5 separate regions of the Mus musculus genome follow, and regions 1, 2, 3 and 5 are each linked to region 4. The links are chromatin contacts, called in public promoter capture Hi-C maps. All regions are on one chromosome and are shown on one strand. The core of a region is the stretch at or near the end of the contact, and the rest is flanking DNA. Distances in the headings are between cores, read along the strand shown.

Region 1 (3,972 bases), core at 922-3,421, 1.5 Mb before region 4:
GACCTGCATCTATCTACAACTACATTCATGCAACAAGCAACTAAAGCCCATAAACCCTCTAGGCTGTTTGCGAAGGGAGTCCACCCAGGAGTTCCAAAGGAAGCGGTTACGCACAGCTCCACTGCTTAAATTGAGGACCTTATTCTGAATAGTATTCTGAATAAGAAAACAATGCCTAGATTACATTTCTAATTGAGCTGCCACACACTTGGTCAATGTTATTTATCAAATCGCAGTTGGTTCTTGAAAGTCCATTTGTGTATGAAAGTGTATGTCCACCTCACAAACACATCTGCATTTCACCTTAAGGAGCCCCAGCTGCACCGGGGAGGGTATCTGTGAGACCAGCCTGGTCCACATAGTGAGGTCCATGGCAGCCGGAGCTACATAGTGAATGTCCCAAAAGAAAACAAAAAAGCTCCATCTGGCTATAAGATGGTTAACTTACACATGCGCATATTCCAGCAGCAGCATCAACAGCAGCAAGGAACTCGGATAACACAAACTCACTGCCCTCCTTTGGTGCTGACTTTTATCACCAGGTGGTGCTACACAAGTTATTTAGCCCTGTGATTTATGTTTATTTATAAAGACAGGAGGGAATAAGATTCAAGGGGGGCGCTGTAGAAATCAGATAATGTAAATCAGAAAGCGCTTTTATTAATAAAATAGGTAAAAGTAAAAGAAATCACTGGAAGGTGCTCACAACACACCAGACACTCACAGATCACCTGGCAGTCGTTGCCCATAACATCCTTGGTGTGCTATTAAAACATTCCCCATCGGAAGTAAAATTGTTGTTAAATTGTGCAAGGAAGTCTGTCTTGGTTAGAGGCCCAGCAGAGAAGTTCCAAAACATCAGAAATCTTCCAAGACACTTTAGCTTTCCATGACGTGTGCTACAGTCTAGAAAAGTAACTACTGCCAGTGTTTAAGTGACTTTCACATAACTCACAGGTTGCTGATTCTTTTGCTTGCTCTTTTGAAAACTTTGTAATACTTAATAAACATGCACATCGAGATTTTAGATGATTAGATCTTAACTGATACAAATCAAAACCAGTAAAAGAATGAGTGCTTTTTCTCTTTCTCCGTTTTCTTTCTAGAGCAGAGTGGGTGTGAGTTTTTAAGGGTGTAAGCAATGCTGACCCATTGAAAGGTCTTTCAGTCGGTAAAATCTAACCTCTTCACCGGCTACTCTTTACGCAACTATTCTCCATGTACTATTTTTTTTTTTTTGCATTGCTTCAATTACATTTACAATATACATTACTCCAATAACAAAACGTGGAGCTATTCTTTCTCTAAAAATTTAACAACTCTGTAGTAATTTGATGCCATGGAACAAAGGATAGATCATGAAAGTTCATAAAGATGATCAAAAGGTAAGCTACCCTCTAAAGACCCTCAAGATACAAGCTGCAAACTCTCTGATTTCTCAACTTGATAATTCAAGGCTCTCTAGATTTCCCCGAGGCGGGATACGTTCACGTTACCAGACTCCAAAACACTCAACCGCTCCAATGTTTACTGAGAAAACAGGCTATAGACCTTACGTTATTAGCATAACACTTTCCCCTAAGAGAGTCCCGGCACTTACCGCACTATTGTTTAAAAGTATGTACTACCACCCACAACTTAAGGCAACAATTACTCGTATTCTGTGAGATCTTTGAGTCCCTCACCTAAAGAGGGAGGGACAAGTAGGAAGGCACAAGTAGAATAACGGATAGGAGAAAGTCAGGGTGGAAAGCATTACTTCCGTGGATAACTCTTAATAGGAGCTCACAGGAGGATGGGGACCAGGTGGAGGCATCAAGGCACTAACTTAAGATGGGAGCTGCGTGAATGAGCGCCAGATACCAGGGTCTCGGCCAGCCCCCCGCGTCTGCTAAGGCGCTGCGGTCCTCACACGGTTGCAGTAAGCAGGACACCCCCACCGGCGATGCCCCCTCCTGCCGCCCGCAGACCCGCGTCTCACCAGCCGCCAGGCGCAGGCCGCCGAGGCTCCACATGGCCACCCGCTCCGCCGACGCACAGCACCCCACGGCGGCCGCGGCGCTGGCGCTCAATGTCACCAAGGGCCCGCGTGGGGAGGGCGCTGGCGGGGTGGGCGGGGCGTGCCGGCGTGACGCAGCGGGCGTGCGGGACGTGCGCGACGAGCGGAGGATGCGGCCAAACGCCCTGCCTGCCCGGGCATGATGAAGGCGGAGGAGGGAGGGCGATGTCTGCCAACTGCGAAGCGCTGAGTAGTGTTTTAGGACTGTGCAAGCGAGTCACACACGCGGAGGGACTCGGGACCAGGGCCCTATGGCGTCCGGGCTTCGGGAATGCCCGAAGGAAGCCTGCTTTCCACTTAGCTATGTTTTTAAAAACATCTAGTCATTCTCACCGCTTGCCCACCCTCACCTCCCCAAACGCCGTTAGTTTCTCGACGCTTCTTCGAGGGGCTCATCCCTCATTAGCAACCCGATGCTCTAGGCTTAGCGAGAGGAAAGGCAACCGCCCGGGCTCACGGTATTTGCTGTCAGGCAGCACCGCGGACACCTCTGCTCCACGGTGATTGGTCGGCTGCGGGGGTCCTCGTGTTCGTTCAATATGGCGGCGCCCAGTGGCAGTGTGAACTGTGAAGAGTTCGCCGAGTTCCAGGTGATGAGGTTTTCCACACGTGGCAAGCTTGTCCAGCCTTTTGTCCCCACGTCCCAGTCGGTGCTTTGGTCCGGGAAGGGAGGATAGACAAACTGTAGGAAAAGCAAGTTGCTCAGAGCTTTTTATAGGGGAGCCTTTGGAGGTCATGGGGGCTGGGGGTGGCCTTGGAAAGCGGAGGTGCTCAGCGTAGGAGGTGCCGGAGGCTCACCGGGTCATTCTGGAGCGGTCAGGCCGAGCTCTGAAGCTGTGGGTAGGGATAGTTAATAGTTCAGTAGTTCTCCGAACTTCATTCCCAGCTTCTACCAAAACTCCCCTACTTCTAAGTTGAGATTTTGTGGGAGAGAAAAAGTGAAAGAGACCTTGTGTACTTGATAAAGTATTTGGCATAGTGCCTTTTTATGTGTGTGGTGCGATACAATGAATATTTGGAAGCTTGGGGGAGGGTTAAGTCAAATACTTGGTCTGTGCTATCGCCTTCTTGATCCCGAGAGAAGGTGTAACACTTAAGTCAAATATGTGTCTTTTTTGGTACTAAAAATTTCAAAGGTTGAATAGTTAACCAAGAATTCAAGAATAACGATCCGGATGTTGATCAATTCACAATGATGGTTCTGCTATTAAATTAGAGTTGAAGCTAAACAAAAAAACAAAAAAACAAAAAAACATGACCTTTAAAAGTGTATTTTAAGTAGAGATAGTAAAATTTGTTAAACATGTCATTTCCCTATCTGTAGTAACCGTAATACTTTGAGTAGCTTGTAGGTAGTGGTATTCTTGAAGATAACCTCACCAAATTGATTTATTTGGTAAATAATTAGGCCAAAAGTATTTTTTTAACATTTATTTTTATGGGCATCGGTGTTTTGTGGGCATGTATTTCTGTGCACCACATCTGTGCATTAGCTGCAGAGGCCAAAAGAGGGCATTGTATCTCTTAGGACTGAAGTTACAAACTTTTGCAAGTTGCCATATGGGTGCTAGGAATTGAACCTGAGTCCTCTGCAAGAACAGACAGATACTCTTATCCACTGAACCATCATCTCTCCAGCCCCTTGGCCAAAAGACCTAATGAATCTGTGAGTTTAAAAAAAAAAAAAATCAAAAGATTTGTTTACCCAGAACCAGTCTTAGCATATGTTTTAATTTTGTAAATAGGCATTAATTTTTGTTCCCACTCCTTCACAGATAGAACCAGAACATACATGAAGGTACTGTAACAATGTAAAACATTACTATGGCATTTACATTTAGATGAATTTGGTAAAATTATGAAAAACATGGTTGACTGGAATTCTCACAAATTACTAAACAAAATTAATATTC
Region 2 (4,460 bases), core at 265-2,764, 1.8 Mb before region 4:
AGATAGGGTTACTGCCCTCATAAGAGAGACCCCAGAGAGATCCCTGGCCACTTCCCTTATGACATTACAAAGAAATGAGCATTGTATGAACGATGCTCACCAGATAAGCATTCTGCTTGGCCCTTCATCTTGGACTTCCCGGTTTCCAGAGGGGTTATAAATAAATGTCCTTCATTTTATAAGCTTATGGCTGTTTGTCAATGGGCCAGTAGACTAAGGCAATGTCCCAAAACTACCCAAAGAATCTATTGTATCAAAACTCGTAAAAGACTGAACAGAAACAAAGCAGTTTCCGACCAGTATCCGACCTCATAACCTAAGAAGTCTAAATCGTGCACAGCAGCCTCCTGGGGGTTTTATTTATCCTCTGGAGGGATAATTCAACATCTTGACTCTTTCCACTCTGGCCTTTTCCTCATCTCACAGAATCACACTGGCAATTGGCAAAGTGAGAAGCCTGGAGTCCCTAACTGAAAGAGAGCCTTCCTGCATCTGCGATCTTTATCTGAGAGTAATAAATCGCAACTGAGAAGTCACCCAGGCGGAAGCTCTCGGTTTACCTGGGGTTCTACCTTCCAGAAACCCAAGCGTCAGACCCGAGTTTCCCAACAGTCATCCAGGGCTGGAGTCACCACGCCAGCTCATTACCCTCTTACATCTGGTCATCACCAGTCTCTTCTGATCTTTCGCTCTCAGCACCCCAAATCTCTTTGAAATTTAAGCATGAGTCACTTTTGTCAGGTGTCAAAGACATTCATAGCAAGTGCACTGGATGGCTCTGATGTCCACAGTATACAAAGCCTTCTACATCTGATGATTGTGGCATAAAGGGCGTAACACAAAACATCAATACTTGGAAAGCATCCTCCGTATTTGTCGCTTTGGGGACAGAGGGTTCCCGAGTAAGGAATGGGATGCCAGCTACACTGGGTCACCTCACACAACCCCTAGACCAAGCCCAGGGAGACACAGGCAGGCCCGGATCCTGGCAGGCGCCAACTCCCAGAGAAGGGACACGCCCGCAGGCGTCCCGGACCCCTTACCTCTCTTGTCCAGCAGCCACATGAACGCGAAGCAGGGCAGGAAGCCTATGGGCCCCCAGAGGACCAGGAGCGCGATGTCCCATCCGGAGAAGCCATAGGCCTGGCGCGCCGAGTTCTGGATGGGGCCCCAGGTGTTCCAGACCAGGCCCTGGGCGAACGCGAGGAGCGAGAAGAGCAGCAGCACCAGCCAGCGGCGCCCGTACACCCTCCCGGGGTTCGGGCCCGCCGCAGGCAGCACGGCCGTCGCCTCCCGGCCCCTGCGCGCAGCCCCCGGCGCAGGCCCGAGCCCCGGCCCCAGCAGCGGCTGCCGCTCCTCCTCCTCGCTGCTCCAACCCGAGCCCATGGCGACGCCGCCCGCCGGCCCTGCCCGACGCGTCCCGGTGGCCGCAGACCAGCCGGGAGCTGACTGGGCGGGTGGAGCGGGAGCCGGAGCCGGAGCTGCTCTAGTCCTCGGCCTCCCGGGCGCGTCTGCTGCGCCTGCGCCGCCCGAGCCCGAGGGGAGGAGGCGAGGCGGGGTCCACCCTGCTCGCTGGGAACCCAGGAATGCCCCGGGGAGAAGCCCGGGACCCTACGAGTGGAAAGGGTAGAAGATCGCGGCCGGCTGGGAGACTGGAGCGAAGTAGGCTGAGTCAGTCACTCGCGGGTTGCTTGGAGGAAGTGCCCAAGTTTACATCACGTGCCTAATAAACAACTCGCTGACCTCGGGTCACTTATCCCAATGCTTGGGTCTATATTAGGCTTACTTTTGTTTTTATTGGGTTTCTAACTGCAGAAATTATAGACGGCAGGATACTGAAGTTTAGGAAGGTCTCAGGGTATTGTTTCATGAAGACCATTTGGTTTTGTATGTGTCTTACGCATCCAGTGAGATTATAAACTAGCCAATTTTCCTTCATACATATAAAGAGTTTTTTCTACCCATTTTGTTTGTCATGCAAACGGGTAAATAATATGGATTGTGTTAAAGTTGGAAGACAGTGACCTAGATCTCTCTCTTGGTATGTTAGCCAGACTAAATAAACGGCAAAAGCTGGAGATTGTGCATCTCTTGACCACATAGACATAGACATTCATTTGTTCAAATGCACAAATCCAGAACTCTGACAGCTGCCTGTGTCCTTGAAAACTAGTCATTTGCTGACATATCTGGCTCAGCAAATGAGTCACAGGGAACGCCTTCAAGGGGTTCGTATTCCCAGGCAGTCACGAAAACCAGCTGGAATGGCACTGATGCCAAGGGAACCAACAAGGTGGAAGAGTAGGCACGCCAGCCCCGGGGTCTCCTAAATCGCGAGTCCGACTGAGAGAAAGCCAAGGCGAAGATGGAGGATCCGACTAGAGAAGGAAGAGAAACAGCAGACGCTAAGGGTGGAAGAAAGGAGCCACAGCCCAGCCCACGTGCTCGCCGCCTTTCAGCTTCCAAAGAGCAAAACAAACCGGCGTGGCCACGCCCAGCGCCGTCACGTGACCGCGGCGGCGCCGGTTCCGGCAGAGGCGGAGGATCCTTCCTGTGTGGAAGCCGCAGATCCCGGTGAGCCCTCTCACCTGGCGCTCTCTCCATCCTCGGCGCGATAACCATGGCAGCAGGCTGCGAGGGCATCGCGCCCCCGACCCTGGGCGAGAGAACTGTGGGGGAGGAAGGTAGGTGCGAGCCAGGGACGCCGAAGTGCCTCCGAGCGGTGCGGATGGGCGCGGCTCCATCCCAAGTCTCGCCCGCGGCGTGTTAGGCCTGGGAGAAAGTGACTTTTTAGAGCATGTGGCTTCTTAACGTCGTGCGGATCAGTTTTCTGATCTATCGGGACAAGTACCACTGTGGAGTAAGAAGTTCCTCTGAGGACTCCAGGATCGCTGGCCTCTGAGGGAATTTTGTGGCAATTCTCTTGTCTCTGTTGGGATTCCAGGTGTATGCGACCATAACTTTTTATGGAGGTCTCTGGGGAGTTCGCCAGACTTGTGCACCAGGGGTTTTTACTTGACAGTCCATCTCTCCTGTCCCAAATCATTCTCTCATTTTTTAAAAAACCAATTTATCTTCCTGATAATGTGTCCTGTATCCTATTTTATGCCTCTCTTATCCACCATTCAACAGCAAAAGTGACACGTAAGATTCTTTAATAATTTGTATTGGACTTAGAACCTCCACTAAAATCCAAGCTCCAAAAACCGTGACCTACACAAAAATTTAATTTGGGGTCTGTTGTGTTTTATAAAAATAAGGAGAATATGTTTGGTGGATGTGTAGTCAGGTGTTGGGGAAGGGGGTGCCTCCGCTCCGCGGGCCCATGCTGAGGCATCCCTTCCCCTTGAGGGACCAGCCACACAAAGGTATAGTAGAGAATAGAGTTTCTTCAGGGTATGGGAGCGGAGTTGAGCGAGTAAAGGCAGAGAGAGAAGAGGAGTAGAGGCCGGCCATGAGCACGTGGAGGGGGGAGGGGAATGGAGAAAGGTTAAGGAGCAAGGGCAAGAGAGCAAGAGAAAGAGGAGGGGCAATCAGCCCCTTTTACCATGAGTCAGACACCTGGCTGTTGCCAGGTAACTGTGGGGCGGAGCCTGGAGAAAATGCCCACTGGGTCTGTTGAGGTCTCTAAGCATCTCTTCTGTTTGTACATTCTTAAACATTTTTAATTAGCCATAAAATGTGGGTTTCGTACGTTCTTGACTGGTCGATTCCCTTTCCATCATACTTGTACCCATCTTGCAGGTTCCAAATATCTCTAACCCTTGCATATTCTACTAGATGTTAAGCGCTTTGTGGAAATAACCTGTGGTGGTTTGAATAAAAACGGCCCCATAGGCTCATCTACTTAAATGTTTGGTCCCCAGTTGGTGGAAATCTGGGAAGGATTAGAAAATGGCCTTGCTGGAGGTGTGTCACTAGGGGTAGTAGGCTTTGAGGTTTCAAAAGCCCGTGCCATTCTCAGCGCTCTCCACTGCCTGCTTGTGGACCAAAATGTAAGTTTTCAGCTATTGCTACAACTTCATGCTTGCCTGACTATTGCTATGCTCCCTGCCATGATGGATCATGGATGCTAACTGTCTTAGAGTTATCATTTCTATGAAGAGACACCACGACCAAGGTAACTGTAATAAAAGGAAACATTTATTTGGGGCTGGCTTACAGTTTCAAAGGTTTAGACCATTATCATCATGGTAGGAAGTATGGCAGCCTTTAGGCAGGCATGGTGCTGGAGGAGCTGAAAGTTCTACAGCTTGATCCCGAAGAGAGTCAGGAGGAGACTCTCTTCCACACTGGGCAGAACTTTGAACCCTAGAAGATTTCAAAGCCCGCCTACACAGTGACATACTTCCTTCAACAAGGCCGTATCAGGTAAACTCTTGCTTCATAAGTTGCCTTGGTAATGGCATCCTTACAAAACTAAGACCGAAGTTGGTACTAGGGGAAGGGTATTTCTGTGA
Region 3 (4,192 bases), core at 1,629-4,128, 1.7 Mb before region 4:
GATGCAGATTTTGGTTGCCAGCATCTAAAACCGACCTACAGTCTGTAACTCCAGTTCAGAGGATCTGAGGCCCTCTTCTGGCCTCGGCAAACACTTTATACATGTGGTATACAGACATATGCAGGCAAACACTCATACACATACAATAAAAGTAAATCTTTTTGTTGTTTGTTTGTGTGTTTGAGGCTGTGTTTCTCTGTGCATTCTTGGCTTTCTTGGAACTCACTCTGTAGACCAGGCTGGCCTCAAACTCAGAGATCTGCCTGCTTCTGCCTCCCAAGTGCTGGGAATAAAGGTGTAAGTTACCACCACCCAGCAAAATACTATTTATTTACTTACTTACTTATTTTTAAGAAGATGAGTTTCCTTACTTCAAGGATACCTAAGCCCTTGCACAATAAACGAGCCAAATTGGGACTAAAAAGCATAATAAAGTGTGCCCATCTGAAATGGGGCTTACAGTGTTTTGAGTTAGGGTTTGAGAGGGTAGTTCATTCACAGAACAACTGCCTGGCAGGCTCAAAGGGGAAAAAACACAGGAAATCATGCATGCTTTATTGTACACAAATCCAGTAAGCCTACAAAGGTCAGATCTTCCGGTTCCTACCTCTATATGCTAATTTCTGCTGGGAAGGGGATGCTGAGAGGCTCAATAGTACTATCCAGCTATTGTAGACACGAGTGAATAGTTAGGCCTGCTCAGGCTCCTTCTGGGCCAGAGGGTGGTGCTCTCTACAGGAAAGAAATGCTGCTGCTACAGGGAAATTCCAGATGACTTCCTACTGAGGAAACAGTGCCTCAAGTAGGAAACCGAAAGTGAATAGAGAGACATTCTAGTCACCCTAAAGACTGCCTCCTCAACAGGGTTAAATTTTAATAGATTTTGAGTCTTCTCTGTTGCAAGTGAAACCAGAGGGATGGCCTGGAGCAGCCTGGGGGGCTGTGGGCTAGGAGCCCTGTAGGGAGAAAGCCAAGCAGAGATCCTGCGACTGGTGAATTTCATTGTGAGCCCAGCCCTTCAGGGCGGAGTCACCTGGCCAGCCCCGGGGTCTGCTGTAAAGGCTAAAACTGGAATTGTATTATCACAATTATTTTTCCGTGCTGTGTATTTCAGTATAGTACCAATATCTTAGATAGTCTCTCAGTCCCTCTGTTTTGTTGGTTTGATGGTCTAGATAAACAACAGATTTTTTTTAATGTTTAGCATGTTCGGGTCTCGTCAGAGGGCTGGTGGTACACAATCCTTATTCAGTCGACACTCACTGTACTACAGTGTCTAGGGTGGAGCTGGAGATGTCTAGTTACCCCGACCTCTCTGTGACCAGGATGCCAGTAATCTGCACCCCTACCATGTGACCCTCATTTGAGGACAGTGACATTCTAGAGAAAAGCGCTCTCCATACGGGTCATGTCTGCTGGGATACTGACAGCTGGAATCAAACTGGGACCCCTCTACTGTGGTTCTCAACCTGTGGGTCACAACCCCTTAGGATCTAATGATCTTTTCCTGGGGATTAGGTTCTGGTTCATAATAGTAAGCAAAATTACAGTTATGAAGTAGCAACAAAAATAATTTTGTGGTTGGGGTCACCTCAACCTGAGGAACTGTGTTAAAGGTCTGCAGCATTAGGAAGGTTGAGAATCACTGATCTAGGAAAAGTGAAAAATGAGATTCTCACTTTACTAGCTAGCTGCCCATTGAGGGCTCCCTTGTGAAATCAAACCTGTGTTTTCCGGAAGGGATCAGAGCTAAGCAGGTCTCTTGTGCCCTCCTACCCAGGCTTCCTGAAACCCTGTGTTACACCTTTCTCTTGTTTTCATTTTTTTTTTTTTTTTTCCTTCTTGGGTCTTTGCTGGGCTGTTACCTTGCCCACTGCCCGGTCTCCTCAGCCTCCTTTCCTCTCCTCTGGCCCAAATGTTCCCTCCATCCTGCACTCTGAGGATGACCCTGGTCTGCAAAATCTCTGATATTAACACATGGTGGCTTTCCAGAAGTCACAGATCTGGGACTTCCATTCACCCACCTGAGCGAGAAATGAAGGCTGGGCCTCCTTTGCAGAAGGCCAATAGAGGTGGGGAACATTCAACTGCTTAACTGTTCAGGAACCTTCCAGAGATGAGGGAACACCCCCAGTCCCTATCCCAACCTGGGTTCCAAGCTTACAGCCACCTCAGATCATCTTGGGGCTGAAGGACGAGGTAGGAACAAGACACCACCACCCATTACCCACCCCTGCCCTGTCCCTCCCTCCTCCACTGAGGCACAAGAGCTCTAGGGCTTTTCACTTCTCAAGCTCATCTCCCTAAGAACCCTGCGGTGCTAGCGGACCCTGGACTCCTCCCGTTTCTTAATTCTTTTCCTGCCCCACCTGAATAATAAAAACAGGACAGTTAAAACAACAAACAAGGGCTGGAGAGATGGCTCAGCCGTGAAAGGCTAGGCTCACAACCAAACAACAAACAAACGAACACGGGAAGGTCCACAGATTGCTTCAGGGAGCGACTGGGAAAGCAAGGGGAACGCCACTCCCGGTTGCGCTCGCCACGCAGATTCTGCCTCCAGGATCTCCCGCACCGAACGAGCTGCAGCCGAGGGCTAGACCTGGCACCCATGGTCCCAAACCCCGCGCGAGGCGACCCTCCCCGACCTTCGCGCCCCTCACCATCCTCCGGGGAGAAGAGCACCCGGAAGCGTGCTGGGTTCCCCGGCTCCGGGACGACCTCGCACTCCCCTCCTCCGGATTTCTTCCGGCTCTGGAAGTACACTTGCAACTTGTTGATCAAGTTCTTTGGGGGGTCGGGGCCCCAAGAGCCCTCGACCAGCAGCGGGAAGGAACCCGACGCTGCCATCCTGACTGAACTAGGAAGCGGCGACTGCTGGGTCGTCCAAAACTGCTCAGAGTTTTAACATTGAGATAACTTCTTTCGCTTTCATTTCCTGGAAATCCCTCCCCGTCCTTAGTTTCTATCTTCACCTCGCTATCCCAGGATTGGAATAGTGCAACAACAACAACAACAACAACAACAACAACAACAACACACACACACACACACACACACACAGAGCTACCACCCACCCACCCCCAGGCACTTTGTTCTCCTGCTCTCAACAGAAGCCAGTCAATCCTCCACCCGAGCTCTAGCCTCCAGGCCACCTCCTTAGCAGCTCCAGAGCTGGGCCCCGCCCGCACTCCACCTGAGCTACAGCTGAGCCCTGCTCCATCACTAGGATAGTTTCTGCATACCTGAAAACCCACGCTGTATAAGAGAAGGAAAACGATCCTCTCAGGATGCTCCCTGCTCACTTGGGGGACCACCCGAGGGCATCTGACCTGACTTTCCTGCTTCAGAATTCTGTTTTCTCATCTGTGCATACTTTGTGTTTACAAACTCCCAGTATTGAGGAACGCGTGCTGGCGTCCATGCTTTCTGGGTGTTCAACGGAGGGACACAGGTATGGGGACACAGGAGACGGTCGACAACTCTAGGGAGAAATACACAGGTGTTGGAGCAGAAGAGCATGGGCTCCCAGCCCAATTATGGAAAGATCAGGTAGCACTTCTGGGCAAGGGACGTGCTACCCGAGAGCCTAAGAACTACTAAGAAATGACCTTAGATGGTGGGTCTCTGGGGCTTTGTGGTTCACTTACACAAAATAACTTAGGCTGCTGCATGGTGGCTGAGTTCGACAGGAGTGAGAGAAAGCCAGGCTGACCTGGGTGCTCAGGAGAGGGCTCTGGTCCCGCTACTGGTCTAGGGCTCTTGGGGCTCCGACACCCGCCTCCCCCATTCCCCCTCCTAGGAAGAACGTGATGGCCTCTAAGCTGCCTTTGGAGACAAGATTGGCCGAAAGATATGAACAGTTCATCCAGGAGTGGTCCAAGCAACAGGAGTGAGGTGCGCCTACTGTGACCGGGATAAGAAGAGACTGGGAATCTGTATATCCTTAACGCGTGATGAGCGAATATTTGGGATACGCATTAAAGCAGGCTTTGCCGGTCCAGGGCTAGAGTATGGTGACCCCCTCGGGGCCCCTGGTAACACTATCTGATGGAGAACAGGGACGATGGGGAGTCTGAAGAGGACCGAGGTCTGAAAAAAAGGAAGGAAGCCGAGGCAGCACTCAGAGCTTCCCCCCTCCCCCCCCCCTTTTTTTTTTTTTTTTCTAGACAGGGTTTCTCTGTATAGCCCT
Region 4 (4,148 bases), core at 192-2,691:
CTTCTTAAAGCTCCTTAAATCAAGTTCTAAAACTGACAGCCCATACAGAACGTTTTCAACAACTTTATGAATTGGTTGTCGACATTTAAAAATCTTGGGTGCCTATAAATCCCAACTGCCTACTCCTCTTGCAGATTGGAAGTAAATGGCCAAAGTCAGACCATGTTCCTATATTAGCTAGTCTCTATGGCAGGTGACACTTAAGTAACTTCTCTGTCTGTGGAGGCTTCTTGGTGTGGTAGCTAGTGGTCTTCATTTATCTTCTTCTCTTCACAGTAATCAGGCATCTCATCTCCCAACGTCACCTTACCCAGTCCAGACCTAGATTCTAGTTGTAAAAACTTTTAAGGACCACTGTGCCCCTGGTGTGGAACTGGGAGAATCAAAAGTTCAAACCACTCTGCTTTTTTAGCAAAGTCATCCTCATATCCACCCTCAGTCCTCAAAGCTAAGCCCAAACCTTTCTCCTACTGTAGTTAGGCTTTGGGTAATGTTTCCTGGCCTTCTCAAATCCCCAACAGTGGCATCCAACACTCTCCCTCGCATTTCCTCAGAATTTGTACAGTTTCTACTTCGAAGGCCTCTTGTTCATTAATGCTAGCGCCTAGCATATTCTACTGAGATACCTGAACTTTCAATACATCCTCTGGGCACGTGTTCTTGTAGCATATCCATCCTGCCAGCTTCCACACAAATCACTTGTTTCACACCTGCATCCCAATAATGAGCGCTATAAGCCATCTTTTTTTTTTCTTTTTAAATTTAACTTGTAATTGCTTTAAGCAAGGAGCTACTACATTAAACTTGTGATTTTTGAAAAAACTATGCTGGATGAAAAGGGATTTAAAAAAAAAACACAAAGTGGGTGCAGGAAGCCCTTTTAGTTAGACTATTTTTAAATACTACTTCCCAAGTTCTAGAAGAACGTGGATCCTACAGAGCCTCTACAGTTTTCTGTTACTGTATTTTACGAACTCTCCATTCCTTCGTCCTACGACGGAGACAGCTCCGGACCGAGGTGCCCTCCACCAGCTGTGTTCAGACATGTCCAGACCCCGAGACCCCACAGTCCCTCAGACGCGCCCAGGGGCTTCCCGGGCCACACTCGACGCCGCCAAGCCCGTCCTACCCGAGGTCGCACATGGGCCGCTCCGGGGCAATGGTTCTTTAGAAGACTAAGAAGAGGACCAAAGCAAGAGGTGGCCGAGGAGAGGGGACTAGACAAGGAAGGGGACGGATAGAAGAAACCATGAAATGCCACGCCAGGTCAGAAACCGGGAACAAGGACGGGAGAATGAGGTTTACCCAAGTGGATGCTCGAACACTCCCACTACAGCCGCCCTCAGCACCTCAACTACCGGCTTCAGCCAGCCCACGCCACTTGCGAGACAAGGACGAACGCCTAATTCCTGCGACCGGTTTGGAAACCGCCCGCTAATCCGCACCCCGAAGCTTTCGATCAGTCACGCTCTGACCGACCAATGAGATGATTTGCCCTGCCCACAAGCCCTGCGCTGATTGGTGAGAATCCAGGAACGGGCGTCAACCTCAAGGAAATCGTGGCAAGATGGCGTCCCTGGATCGGGTGAAGGTTCTGGTGTTGGGAGACTCAGGTGAGCCGCTTAACCCACGTCTGGGACTACCAACACGCCCGAGCTTCCCGACACCGCTCTCTCTTCGCTGTTTACCCCCCCAGCTGCCTAGCGCTTAGGTCGACAGCTGAAATTCCTTTCAAGACCTTAAAACTACACTTCCCAGAGGACTTTGCTCCTTTTGTCGACGTGGTGGCGTGGCGGGAGGTGGGGGGCGCGGAGTCTATGGGTGGAAAAGGGACTAGTTCCACTCACTATCACTCCTAGTGACCCTCTAGGAAAATTTTTGCTTCCTGTCCCCACAACCCTAGGTTCTGCTGGCCTAGAAGTTTTGGTTCCAGAGAGGGGAGAGCTCCTACCAGGAGCCACAAAAAACATTCCAGTTCTTCCACTGCAAGCTTTGTTGCTGGGGAGTGGGTGTGGGGTAAGACATGGTCTCACTAAGTAGTCCTGACTAACGTAGAACTAGCTATGTATATCAGGCTAGTCTAAAACTCACTATATAAACAAGGCAGGCCTAAAATGAAGAGATACACCTGCCTCTGCCACTGTATTAGTCAGGGTCCTCTAGAGTCACAGAACTTATGGGTAGTTTCTTATAGTAAGGGAATTTGTTGATGACCTACGGTCTGTAGCCCAACTCCCCAACAATGGTCAGCAGCAGCTGTGAATGGAAGTCCAAGGATCTAGCAGTTGCTCAGTCCCACAAGGCAAGCAAACGAAGAAGAATCTTCCTCCTTCCAATGTCCTTAAGTAGGTCTCCAGCAGAAGGTGTAGCCCAGATTAAAGGTGTAGGCCTCCCTGCCTGGTGCTGGGACTTGCTTTGTCCCAGATGACCTTGAACTCAGAGATCTCCTTGTCTTAGTCTCCTGGGATTCATAGCCACTATGCCTCAAGATCCAGGTCAGAAACTTGAATCTCCCAGCCACGAGATCAGGATCACAGTGAGCCCTCCAATTCTGGATTGTAGTTCATTCCAGATATAGTCCAGCTGACAACCAAGAATAGCCACTACAGCCGCCGACCTTCTTTAAGACAAGCTCTCCCCTTGGCCTGGAGCCCCTAGGCTAAGGCTGTCAGGCCAACAAACATCAGGGATTGCCTCTCTCTGCCTCCCCAGCACTGACATTAGAGACGTGTGCCTCTTTGCCTGGCTGCTGTGTGTCAGTTCTGTGAACACAACTCGGGTTCTCATGCTTGTAGGGCAAGCACTGAGCCCCATGCGGTTCTTTTGTTTGTTTTTAAGTACACTTTGTATATGATCACAATAACAACATGGTATAATAGAGAAAGTCATATGGCTGGCAATAGTGCTCTAAGGTGATGTTGTTGTTTGGTTTTTTTTTTTTTATACTTTCTCAGTTTTTGGTAATAGAGTTTTTATAATAAAAAGTAAATATTAATGATAGGTCTATATATAACATTGCACAACAAAGAGATTTCCCAAGTGTTTGATACAATTAACAACAGCCAGGTAAATGAATGAGTGACTCCACACCCGCAAATAAAAGACTCATAGCCATGAAAATAGAAGACTCATCTCTTTCCTCTCCACCTAGCTCTTGAAGAGGTGCCCTTTAGTGTTAATGAAAAGATTGCCTGAGCCCAATAGATCTAAAAGGGGGTGAAGCATTGCTTCAAAATTAATAGGCATGATGAAGGAAAGCAAGTGGAATTACCATCATCGTCATTCAGAGGATAAGTCTGGGACCATGTGGTTAGCTGCTTTTTTCAGACCTACATGTAGGCACCAAAGTCCTTTGAGTATGGTAGCATGGCATCATGGATCCTGTCACGGGAGGTATTCAAACAATTTGTTAGATGTTCCCTGGCTTGGAAGAGGTGGTATAAATGTCCCATTTAGGGTTCCATGTTCAGCTGACTAAAGAGACCTTGTATCTTTACAGGTGTTGGGAAATCTTCACTCGTCCATCTTCTGTGCCACAATCAAGTGTTAGGAAATCCGTCATGGACTGTGGGCTGCTCGGTGGATATCAGAGTGCGTGTTCTTGTTTAGTTTTTCCTTAGTCATACTAAGCATAAGTCCTTCAGATCCCGTGATTAATTTATAGGACTTAATTAAAATTAACACTAATAACTGGGATTGATTTAGCTCCCACTGTGTGTCAGTACTGTCATTCCTTGTTTCATCTTTCTTAAACTGTGAAATACAAACACAGAAACTCAGTCATAGAGGAGTAAATAACAACCAAATTCATTCAACTCGTGAGAAGCGAAAGTAACACGTGAGCCCAGTTGTCTGTTTGCACAGGCTTTTATTTTAAACACTAGATTTGGAGTGATAATGTTAATATCCTCCATAAATAATAAAGTTAGTATCTTCCATAAATAGTTCTGCCTAAAGCTGTAACTCTAAGACTGCAAATTTGGGCCTAGTCATACCATGTAAAGGAAAAAACTTCCAGAGCCTTGAGTAGACTGTCTGTTCTGTGTCACAGTTAGGTACTCGATAGAGTTTCCACTAAATTAAGTCATAATGTTTAATTCTGGGCAAGTCTGTCATCTGTTGGCACGTTTTCTTACCACTGAATTAAG
Region 5 (4,225 bases), core at 1,573-4,072, 1.6 Mb before region 4:
GAGGATGGGAATCTTGTCTCTGTGCCTCTGTAGTCCAGTGCCTAGACCAGTGCCTCGCCTGGAGCTAGCCCCTGGGACAAGGTTGTTAGACCAAAAAGGCAGAGGCGGTGACCACAGAAGCAGTTGTAGAAACAGTGCCAGCTTGTGGGTTCCCAAAGCTGTGAGACCAGGGGTGCCAGTCAGGAGCAAGAGTGAGGTCCAGATACGTTTGAACCTGAAAATCACATCTGGAGACCCGCAGACTCCAGGACTGCTTCCTCCTTGGTCGGAACCAGGATGTCCCAGTGCACAGGAGCCTTATGACCCCCACCTCCACCACTCGAGGCAGTCTTGTAGCCTGGTGGCTAGATCACAAGTTAAACTTCCTCTCTCCTTAAAAGGACATGTCCAGCAAGCAAGCACCTGGAATTCCTCTTCACACAAATAAAGCATTCCCCAGCATCTATGCCCCCAGCCAATGATGACACTCACCTCCGAAACCCCTACCCACTTCCGCAGGTTTATATAGCCCCTGTTCACCCCAATAAAGAGGGAGGTTTCCCTGAAAACCATGTCCAGAGAAGGCTGTTTCTCCCTAACTCAGGCTGGCTGAGATCTTGCTAATCCACCTGTACCAACTAAGCTTCATTCCTCCCTGTACAGTCCGGGGTGCACAAGGCTGCCCGAAAACACCGAGGGGAAGGGAGGAGCAGATGCCAGGGCAGCATCAGCTCCTCTGTCAACACTCACCTTTTGGACAACTGAGTCAACAGAGTTAGAAACGAGCCCGTCCTGGGGATGTATGTCATCACAAAGTGCTTCATCCAGAGACCCCGTCAAGGACGGAGGTCTGGAGCTTGGTGTCTCCACTGGCTGTGTCAAGGATGGGAGTCTGGGTCTCAGGTCCTCTACTGGCTTTTTAGTAGTTTCCAGGACAATGGTCACAGGTTTGTTATGGACCAACATCTCGTGTTCGCTCTTTTTCAACACTTTCTCCTTATCTTCAGGGGAGACATTAAACATACACATTCACACAGAAATAAGAGAGAATTTACATAGCTGATCCTCAGTATCCCTGTAGGTTGATTCTAGAAACGTCTGAGCATGCTACCTCCAGAGATGTCCCTAATAAGCTTAGGACTTTCACATAAGCTACCCATGTTCTCACATATGCTTTTTAGTTGTTCATTTTTTTGTTTTGTTTTATTTTTTGTTTTTGAGACCTTAGGTAGTCCTGGCTGTCCTGAAACTCCTGGTGTAGACCAGGGTGGCCTTGAACTCACAGAGATCTGCCTGCCCCTGCCTCCAGAGTGCTACAATTAAAGGCATGTGCCACTACTATAAATGCATTGGTTCGCCTTCCATAGACTTTATTTGAATAAACCATAGGGTATGGGACTGTTGTGTAAATTTTCTCAAGACTGAAACATTCCACCCTGCAAAGAAGTTCCTTAAGCAAGAAGGTAAACAACTCAAAATAGCTTCAGGAAATCCCAGAAACTGACCAGACTCATAGGCCCCTCCCTGAATGAATAAACAATAGAGACTGTTGGGAAGAGTCCTCCTGAGACTCCCAGAACAGAGCTGCTGTGAGGACTCATTAAAGGTCTGCATAGGAGACTCTTAGACAAAACAAGCTGTGAAGAAAACTTAAACCACCAGAGAAGCTGCCTGCAGGAAGTGAACTCTAAGCTCCACTTAGGAGGAAGTTTAGACCAACTGAGCCACCTGGAAAGAACACTCCCTAACCTATTGAGCTGCCTGTAGGTGTGCAGTGAGCTCCAGGTTCCCAGCTTTGTGAGCTGTCACCCATGCTAGGTGGGCTTTGGTGATGCAGTTGCCTTTGAGTCGTTTCCCATATTCCTGTAAGTAAATCCAATAACCAATACCAATGCAATAAGTAATGCATTGGTTCACCAAGTTGGCCCTTGGTGGTATCTGTTGTAGGCTCCTGGTCAAATGCATACAGAGGACCTGAACAGTTATTTCTGGCATTCTGGAATAGCAGGCTGGTGATAGGAGAAGCTAATCAGAACTCTAAAGAAGGGAGCTTAAGTTTTAGCATAGGAATATAATTTGGTTATTAGAAATCACATTTCTAGTCTGGGCATGCTGGTACACACTCACAATCTAGCACTTAAATGGTAGTGGTAGGGGTAGGGGTATTATGAGTTCAAGGCCAACCAATGGCACATGGCAAGATCCTGTCTCAAAGGGGTGGTGGTGGGGAAACCTATGTTTTGTAATGGTTTTGAATCTCTCATTTCAATGACATTGAATAATGGTTATTGTATAGTTAAATGGTGAAACCCCCGGCCCCCCAAAAGAAACAAGATCAAAAAGTTTAGAATGTATATTCATTTGCTGACTCTCAGAAAAGAATGCATGAAAATGCCCCCATTGAGGACATTAGTGTGGCACCACCTGCCTTTAATCCCAGTAGAGGAAGGAGGATCTCTGCGAGTTTGAGGTCAGCCTATGGAGCTAGTTCCAGGACAGACAAGGATACAAGGAATAACCCTGTCTCTAAAATCAACCAAACACACACACACACACACACACACACACACACACACACACACACACACCAAAAACCAAAACCAAAACCAAACCAAACCCCACCAAACTATCTTCAGATAATTTTTCTTTGACTTTCCTCTTTAAAGTCATATATTACTTTTGTAGTCCTTAAAAATAAGTCAACGGAATCTTTATTTACAACATTAAAATGGCTTGGAGTCGAGATCGGTGGTGGAGCACTTGCCTAGCGTGCACAAGGTTCTGGATTTCCTCCTCAATCCCAACCCCCACACTTTGTTTCTTCTCTCAACTGGGTCTGCTGGGAAATTCTCAGATGGAGTCGAACCGCGACCTCATCAGCGGCTGGACTCATACGAGGCTCTCTCCGCCACTGTGGGATGGAGGGAGTCTGTGGACCGCACTCTCCCACAGACAGAGAGCCACACTCGCGTGGGCTCTCGTCGGAAGCATGCAGGGATCGGTTTGGAAACCTGCTGGTTCTACCCTTGCACCCGAGCCTTGCCCTGTTTCCCCTGCCCCGGCTCACCTGCTTTTTTTAGGAACTTCACCTCGTAGGTGTCCGGGGCGCTGGGGCCCACGGGCTGGACAGAGCACTCCCCACCTCCCGAGGCCCGGCTCTGGAAGTATATCTCGAGCTTCCTGTGCGCCTTGGGGATGGACTCCCGCAGCCGTACGAGTAGCGGGGACGGCGGGTCGGGACTGGAAGCCATGGCTATCCGCGTCTGGCTCGTTTGGGGCTCAGGGGCGCTGCACAGACAGGGAAGAGCAAAGGCGAGCCCTGCCCTAAAGACCCGAGAGGCAAAGTTTCAGTTTCGATTCCCCAGAAGGTCCCTCCTTGTTCTCCGCAGAGCCGCCGCCTGTCTTGCTCTGCCATCTCTCAGAGCCATCACCCGGTGAGTAGTTCGCACGCTCGGCGGTGGGCGCTCAGAGGAAGTTTCCCTACGGTGGCAGGTCGCCCTTCTATTCTTGCAGGATCGGAAGTTTGGCGGGAACCCGGATCCCAGGTTCAGGCCTCTCAAGGGTGGAGCGGAATAGAGGGGTAAAGAGTTTCACCTGTTTGTACTTTTTGAAATGATTGTTGTAACTAGTATTTACTGAGATGCGGTTCTGATTTCAAGTGGAGAGAGTTTACCTGCTTGGTGACCTGTACTTTTCCTGTTAGCTGGGCACCTTAGGGATTTTCTGCTCGAGGGCCTTAAGTTAGCGAATAGCACAGATCGGCTTGCTTCCCTGAGTCCCTAGAGAGGGAGGTAACGAGGAACTGAGCACAGAAGCAGTCAGTACCTGTGAACAAAGCAAAAGCCAAAGAGCAGGTTTCAAGAGGTATCTTAAGGGGTTGGGGGAGGGGAGGAAAGTATTCTAGGCTGGGACAGCAGTAGCCTAAAGTCCAGAGGGCTGGGTTCCAGGCCAGGGAGAGGAAGAGGAAGGGTCTGTAAGATCTATAGCGTCAACAGAAATAAAGTGGGGATTATGTGTGTTAATTCTAAAGGTTAACACCATAGTTTAGCTCATAGGTGATGGTTAATCTTGGTTGTCATTTTGACTGCGTCTGGAATCAGCTAAAACCCCAGCTAGCTGGGTAGTGCTTGTGAGCGATTTTCTTGATTGGGTCTTTTGAGACTGGAAGACCCGCCCTAAATCTGGGTCACGCGTCCTGGTAGCAGCCTATATAAAAGGACAAGGAAAAAGGAAGTTTTGCTTTTGG

Evidence for each region. Promoter capture Hi-C pulls out the DNA fragments that hold promoters and counts their contacts. Capture Hi-C pulls out chosen DNA fragments and counts their contacts.
Region 1: a contact with region 4 is called in a promoter capture Hi-C map of pre-B cells, with 6 times the contacts expected there. The contact joins the promoter of Ccdc58 here to the promoter of Gtf2e1 in region 4. A contact is called at or near these places in 13 of 39 promoter capture datasets (the 3T3-L1 cell line, 3T3-L1-derived adipocytes, the C10 cell line and 8 more), 4 of 484 Hi-C or Micro-C datasets (B cells, CD4 T cells and pre-B cells), 2 of 115 datasets of contacts at active chromatin or transcription factors (astrocytes and large pre-B cells) and 2 of 9 other capture datasets (adipose tissue and liver).
Region 2: a promoter capture Hi-C map of neutrophils shows a contact between it and region 4, with 2.8 times the contacts expected there. The contact joins the promoter of Slc49a4 here to the promoter of Gtf2e1 in region 4. A contact is called at or near these places in 3 of 39 promoter capture datasets (liver, neutrophils and pre-B cells) and 2 of 9 other capture datasets (adipose tissue and liver).
Region 3: a promoter capture Hi-C map of liver shows a contact between it and region 4, with 2.9 times the contacts expected there. The contact joins the promoter of Parp14 here to the promoter of Gtf2e1 in region 4. A contact is called at or near these places in 1 of 39 promoter capture datasets (pre-B cells), 1 of 484 Hi-C or Micro-C datasets (CD4 T cells), 1 of 115 datasets of contacts at active chromatin or transcription factors (large pre-B cells) and 1 of 9 other capture datasets (liver).
Region 5: a contact with region 4 is called in a promoter capture Hi-C map of pre-B cells, with 5 times the contacts expected there. The contact joins the promoter of Parp9 here to the promoter of Gtf2e1 in region 4. A contact is called at or near these places in 3 of 39 promoter capture datasets (liver and pre-B cells) and 1 of 115 datasets of contacts at active chromatin or transcription factors (thymic regulatory T cells).

Annotation. Positions count from the first base shown.
Region 1 is chr16:36,069,489-36,073,460 of GRCm38.p6, forward strand. It overlaps Ccdc58 (coiled-coil domain containing 58), which reads left to right and starts at 2,172. Exons shown (of 5, transcript NM_198645.2): 1 at 2,172-2,649. The coding sequence starts at 2,599. Fam162a (family with sequence similarity 162, member A) reads right to left here and starts at 2,073. Exons shown (of 5, transcript NM_027342.2): 1 at 1,982-2,073. The coding sequence starts at 2,015.
Region 2 is chr16:35,767,856-35,772,315 of GRCm38.p6, forward strand. It overlaps Slc49a4 (solute carrier family 49 member 4), which reads right to left and starts at 1,515. Exons shown (of 9, transcript NM_153550.4): 1 at 1,044-1,515. The coding sequence starts at 1,386. It overlaps Hspbap1 (Hspb associated protein 1), which reads left to right and starts at 2,531. Exons shown (of 8, transcript NM_175111.3): 1 at 2,531-2,684. The coding sequence starts at 2,621.
Region 3 is chr16:35,868,504-35,872,695 of GRCm38.p6, forward strand. It overlaps Parp14 (poly (ADP-ribose) polymerase family, member 14), which reads right to left and starts at 2,879. Exons shown (of 17, transcript NM_001039530.3): 1 at 2,664-2,879. The coding sequence starts at 2,850.
Region 4 is chr16:37,538,348-37,542,495 of GRCm38.p6, forward strand. It overlaps Gtf2e1 (general transcription factor II E, polypeptide 1 (alpha subunit)), which reads right to left and starts at 1,442. Exons shown (of 5, transcript NM_028812.4): 1 at 1,306-1,442. Rabl3 (RAB, member RAS oncogene family-like 3) reads left to right here and starts at 1,547. Exons shown (of 8, transcript NM_001042499.1): 1 at 1,547-1,613; 2 at 3,500-3,591. The coding sequence starts at 1,568.
Region 5 is chr16:35,935,648-35,939,872 of GRCm38.p6, forward strand. It overlaps Parp9 (poly (ADP-ribose) polymerase family, member 9), which reads left to right and starts at 2,823. Exons shown (of 11, transcript NM_030253.3): 1 at 2,823-3,413. Dtx3l (deltex 3-like, E3 ubiquitin ligase) reads right to left here and starts at 3,380. Exons shown (of 5, transcript NM_001013371.2): 1 at 3,047-3,380; 2 at 730-980. The coding sequence starts at 3,230.